2 separate regions of the Bombyx mori genome follow, and region 1 is linked to region 2. Evidence: chromatin contacts called from public Hi-C data. All regions are on one chromosome and are shown on one strand. Each heading gives the region's core, a stretch centred on a gene start, on an enhancer-like site or on the middle of the called end of the contact. The rest is flanking DNA. Distances are from core to core; before and after follow the strand shown.

What was found. Hi-C and Micro-C count contacts between places; a contact is called where the count stands out from the background.
Region 1: a contact with region 2 is called in a Hi-C map of midgut, with 2.1 times the contacts expected there. The contact joins the promoter of LOC100174824 here to the enhancer-like site in region 2. A contact is called at or near these places in 2 of 7 Hi-C or Micro-C datasets (midgut and posterior silk gland).

Annotation. Positions count from the first base shown.
Region 1 is chr23:12,684,909-12,687,709 of ASM3026992v2, reverse strand. It overlaps LOC100174824 (fez1), which reads left to right and starts at 1,330. Exons shown (of 7, transcript NM_001130878.1): 1 at 1,330-1,498. LOC101738318 reads left to right here. Exons shown (of 4, transcript XM_021352237.3): 4 at 1-1,059.
Region 2 is chr23:12,581,921-12,584,620 of ASM3026992v2, reverse strand. All of the region lies in intron 10 of LOC101738187 (ionotropic receptor 25a), which reads right to left. Among protein-coding and RNA genes, the nearest start is that of LOC101738187, 13 kb to the right of the region's middle. Within about 2 kb of position 1,275, at least 7 of the 8 cell types and tissues checked have open chromatin away from gene starts, as enhancers often do.

The DNA.
Region 1 (2,801 bases), core at 81-2,580, 100 kb before region 2:
TTTGTACTTATTGCATTAACGATATTCGCTAAAGAATTACATCTTGAAAAAATTAAAAAATCCAAAAAAAAAATCAAGTTCGTACTATATTATGTTTGGCAATCGATCAATCGTAATATAAAATACTATTTTGAACTATCATTGATCCGAAACATCTAAGGATACGTTTTTGACAAAATTGTCAAGAAATTAAGTCTGCATTAGTATTGGTAGAGGGGACAAACTAACATCTGGGTGGGGAACACCATTCTATTGCAGACTTAATAAGTAACACGATGTAAATAAGCCCATCAGACATTGCCGAAATTTTTGATCAAAAATTATAATGTGTATTGGGGTTATTTATAACGAAGTTAGCATTATTCAATACACTTGATCATTGTAATTTTAGAATCTGACATCCTTATCAGTGACAAGTGTAATGAAAGTTAGTTGTCCCCTAAATTTTTTTTCTCTTATTTGTAAGCCACATGATTACTAGTAAGTGGCAAATGAGCTTTTCTTCTGTATGTAATGTAAAGGTTATTCCAATATAATCAACTTTTAAATTTGCGTGTATCTGAAATCTTCATTAAAAAAAAAACAAATTTCATTTGTGAAAACAAAATTAACACAAAAATAAGTTTGGACACGTAGCAAAGTCAGCACACGAAAAATTTGCCTGTAGTTTAACAAGATTTTTAGCTATCACGACTGTAACAAGTGGGCCTGTAACCGATCGACGTTGGTTACATGCGCGTTTGCTTTGAATTTCAAATTATATGTAATTTTTGTAAACTGGAAATGAGTAGTCTTTCAAATTTAAATCTATCGCCGGGGTAGGAGCCAGTGAAGGGATTTCGCGTTTTAGTATTTCAAACCAAAAAACGTACCTGTTAAATTCTCGTCTAAAGTAATTGGACCTTATTTTGCTTTTGTAAAAATTGTAAAACTAGCTAATAAATCATTTAAGTTTAGTTTAGATGTTATCCCTGAAAATAGTTACCATTTGCCTAATCATTAGGTTGTGCTCGCTACTCTGGTTCTTGCCACCAATGAAAATAAAAATATACATCCAAATTGTTTTTTTTATTTTTTACCTTTTCCTATTTTAGATTACTCGAGTTCTTGAAGTTGAAGTGACATTAGGGCCTAAATGGGTAGGACAGGGGTTTCAAAATGTAAATTAGAATAAAAATAAGATGTGGGCGAAGCTGTAGTCGCTTCACTCTAAATCAAACTCACGAGCCTAATATTTGCGTCTCTTTCGTTTGGGTCAGCGAGAACGAGAAAACACCATACAAAAACCACAGTTTACACTTTCATCCATTGAAATGCACGCGGTGCTTCATAAGGAGTGTGACGCCGTTCAAAATACTCGTGAACTGTCCGGTCAGATACAAATAATAATTTCAAAAGTAAACGAATAGTGCAACGAACTGACTTTGTGATAAGTGTCTTTCTTGCAAGCCTAATTGTATGTGAAGCGATACCGGTTTATTTTATTTTGAACAGAAAGGTAAGGATTTACATTTTTATTTAATAGGTATTTAACTACAAGTGCAGTGAAAAAAAATACTTTACTTAAACATAAAGCTTACAATCGCATCAAACGAAACCTATAATATTCCAGTTAATATTTTTAATTGTAGCCAGGCTTTAAATTGAATAAATTAACTGTAAACTTGCCATTATTACAAATGTTAGATCGATTAAATTATGATTTCATTATTGTATCATTAAATAGACAATACATCAGTTTTAGATCTGTTAGGTTTATATCACTTTATTGTAAAAATATTAGAAATCTTAAAACAGCATGTTCGCGAGTATAGCCTAGCAGCTTCCATCATCCTCGTTTCCGTATATGGTACTACAGAAACTTTTAGACACCTTTTGGTTTTAGACTTTTTTGCCTTCATCCTAAACTTGATACCAACATTTTAAAATGTCTGCCAATATTAAACTGTAAATCCGAATTGTACTGTTTTAATTTAACAAGATTACCTAAATAAGATATTTCTAAATACGGGTCGTTAAAAAGAACTTTTAGTCAGACTTTCAAAAAGCACTTCGATAACTTTTATTTGTTTCACAGCTAATATGGGTAGGTTAGTACTTACTGAAATAAAGTAGGTATTCAAATAAATTATTTTGGGCTAGACAAATACCTAATAGCAGATGAATATCAAAAAGGATTCCAAATGTCTTATTGTCGAGCAATATTTTGTCCTGCCTCAAAATCCAAGTTAACTGAGTAGTACGCAAGAGTTTAGAAGTAAACAGAATGACCATTAGATAAAAGATTATTAAAGCTAAAATTTAATTCATATGTGTAACCAAATAGCACTTACTAATACACTCAAATCCAGTCACACGTGTTGCCAAGGCTAGATCTAGATTCGTTTCTAAGGCGACTAGCTGGTGTCCTGGGTACTATTGTTAACGTCTCGCTCGAATATGTCTCACTGACATATTGTACAGGCTGATTTATTATTCTCATTTCATATAATTGATACAAGCTAGCCTATTGTCAAAGTAGGTACTCAAAGATTTGAACTTTAACGCTGTAATTATTTGCGGAGTGCTGATATAAATATTTTGAAATACATATACTTAAACTAGAATTCTTCTTCGGCTTTAAATTTATTGTATCTGTGTGTTTTAAGCAAAATACCGTTAACGATGTTTTTATTAGGAAGTTACAACAATAATCTCTATGGTTCTTAAGTTAAATCAGCTTCGTAAACAGGACTTCGATGTAAGTAGTGACATGCATGGCCCCTAGCACAAATCAATGAGGCTTATTAGTAGGCCTAGAT
Region 2 (2,700 bases), core at 26-2,525:
TTTTCTGTACGATTTAATGAATACAACACGGGATCATTAGGAAGCCACGTAATTTAGTAAAAACCCAGAAATAAATTTGACATTTTATTATAACAAGTTTTGACTTTTTTTTTTTTTTCGAATACTATGAATTGTGACCGAAGTGTTAGATTCTTTGATTGTCTTTTTTATTAATATCACAGTTACATATTACAATAGGTTTACAATGATGCATTACGTGAATTCTTGTCAATAATTTTACTGATATTATAAGTTGGAAATTGAAGCGGTTCGCGACCTCAATAGCAACAGTATTCAAAGGCTATGAGTAGGTATCAATCTATTAATACGAGAATAATGTTCGTCTTTTATTATAATCCAACACTGCTACTAATCCTTTCCTAAACTATTAATTTTTTACTGATGGTAGAACCTCTTGTGAGTCCGCACGGGTAGGTACCACCACTCCGCCTATTTCTGCTGTGAAGCAGTAATGCGTTTCGGTTTGAAGGGTCGGGCAGCCGTTGTAACTATAATGGACCTTAGAACTTATATCTCAAGGTAGGTGGTGGCATTTACGTTGTAGATGTCTATGAGCTCCACCCTCCACTAACCACTTAACACCAGGTGGGCTGTGAGCTCGTACTCTCATCCAAACAATCAAAAATAAAATAAAATAAACCCCATTTTACCTACAGGTCTTATCCCAATTTCGAAAACAGATTGCTATCAGACAGGCGGTAGGAAAATTACACTCCAATCTATTTAAAGCACTCTTTCGATACATTTAGATGCTGCTGTGCCAACCCCAGCACAGAAAAGCAGCATTTTCAAACAAATTTTCAATTTATGCATCATTTCCACGCGCATAGTAGAATATGCGAAACGTGATGATGCGTTTAGCCGTAATTTATTAATAGTATCCACTTATGACGTAACCGAGTAATGGCGGTATAAACAAAGAACAACAGTAATAAATAATTTAGAAGTGAAAACATAGATGAGCTTGTTGTAGGCATTAGTTGCATCATAATTTTATTATCTCGTAATCTATAAATATACTTATTAAAATCAATTTGTGTATGCATGTTAAGTACATCAACAGCTGGATTGATTCAGATAAGTTTTTTAGGAAATTTTTAAGCTGTCCTTACGGGTATCCATGTGAAGTTTGATAACGATTGAATAAAATTCAAGTCAAAGATTGAATCAAAGAAAGAACATCTGAAGTAACAAATATAATACTAACGCCATCTATCGACACTCAAAGAATCTTTGACCACAATTAAACATTACTTTCTATCAATAAAATAGACGCTACATTCTCAATGTACTTCACAATACCATACGTTTTAATTATATGTACTCATAATTTAAAACGCGATCAATGTGTACGTAATCATGTCCAAAGATTCGGATTTTACTAGCTGCCAATTAATTATACGAAACATTATACAAGCTGAAACAAAATTATGATGCCATAATAAATACAATATGTATTAATAACAACGTTGGTAATGTTTATTTGTGATTAGTTGAGGTCATCGGTACAAGGTCTTCCGCTAAAGGACAAGTGAATCAATTTGTGTTCGACTAGAGCAGGTTTGTAGTCTGTTTCCAGGTGCCGTGGTTCTTCATAGATGGCGCTAGGCGCTAGCAAGACATTAGTTATTACTTTTCATCGATATTATTACCAGACAGGCAAATCCTTATCATTGCACGTACGGTAAGTATAGACTATAGTTATGTATACAATCCAAACATTCATTACTATATAATTCATACAAATAGCCGGAGAAATCTGTTCTCTAACTACAATTTAAAGTCACAGCTTATAAACGTAAACCATTTGGAATATTAACGGTTAGAGTGATTTCTATCGACAACCTTGTTTAAAGCTGTATTATTACGCACAAAAAGGACAGTGATTTTCCTGGAATGATTTTATATCAAATGCTGTGAGAATTTAAGCGGCCTAGATACCTACAACAATATTCAATTACAAAGAATCTTTGAAAGTATAATATCTTCTAAAATAATTCTAATAATCTTCTAATTCAAAATATGCCTAATTGGTTTTCGTTTTCAACAACCTCGGGGTGAAAATAATGTTTTAGTTCGTATCTGAAATTGATCAGCTACCTGTTGCCACGGAAAATCTTTGCGTTAATACAAAAATCTTTATGAGTATGTAATTTGGATTCCAAATCGTTTCACAGAACAAAAGTTGTATATTGAAGAAACTAGATGGCGTTAGTTGTAAAACAAAAAATTCTAGACATTCTTACAGTATTTTTCCATTCTACAGACTATATATAGGCTAGGTAAGCGTGCGAGCGTTATAAAAGATAAAAATTAGTATTCTGTTCATTACCCTCATGTAATTTTACTCTGTGTCACTAAAATAAGTCTACGATTCATCACTGCGAGGTTGTCTTCGGTCTTTAATGAAAAGTAAATGTCAGGAAGCAAGTAAAATTAAGATTGATCGCGTTTATTTTAGGAATTGATAGTGAACAACTTTCTAAAATCTTTAATAAGCAGACGAGCCTGTGCGATAATGAGTGTTCATGGATGGTCATGGACAACAGAAATGCGAAGGACAACTGAAATACTACCTACTACTGTAAATTAAAAACATCTTATAGGTTGCTTATTTACAATTAATAGATGTGATTTACTTTTAGGGTACTACACGTGTCTACCTATATACGTTAGTAA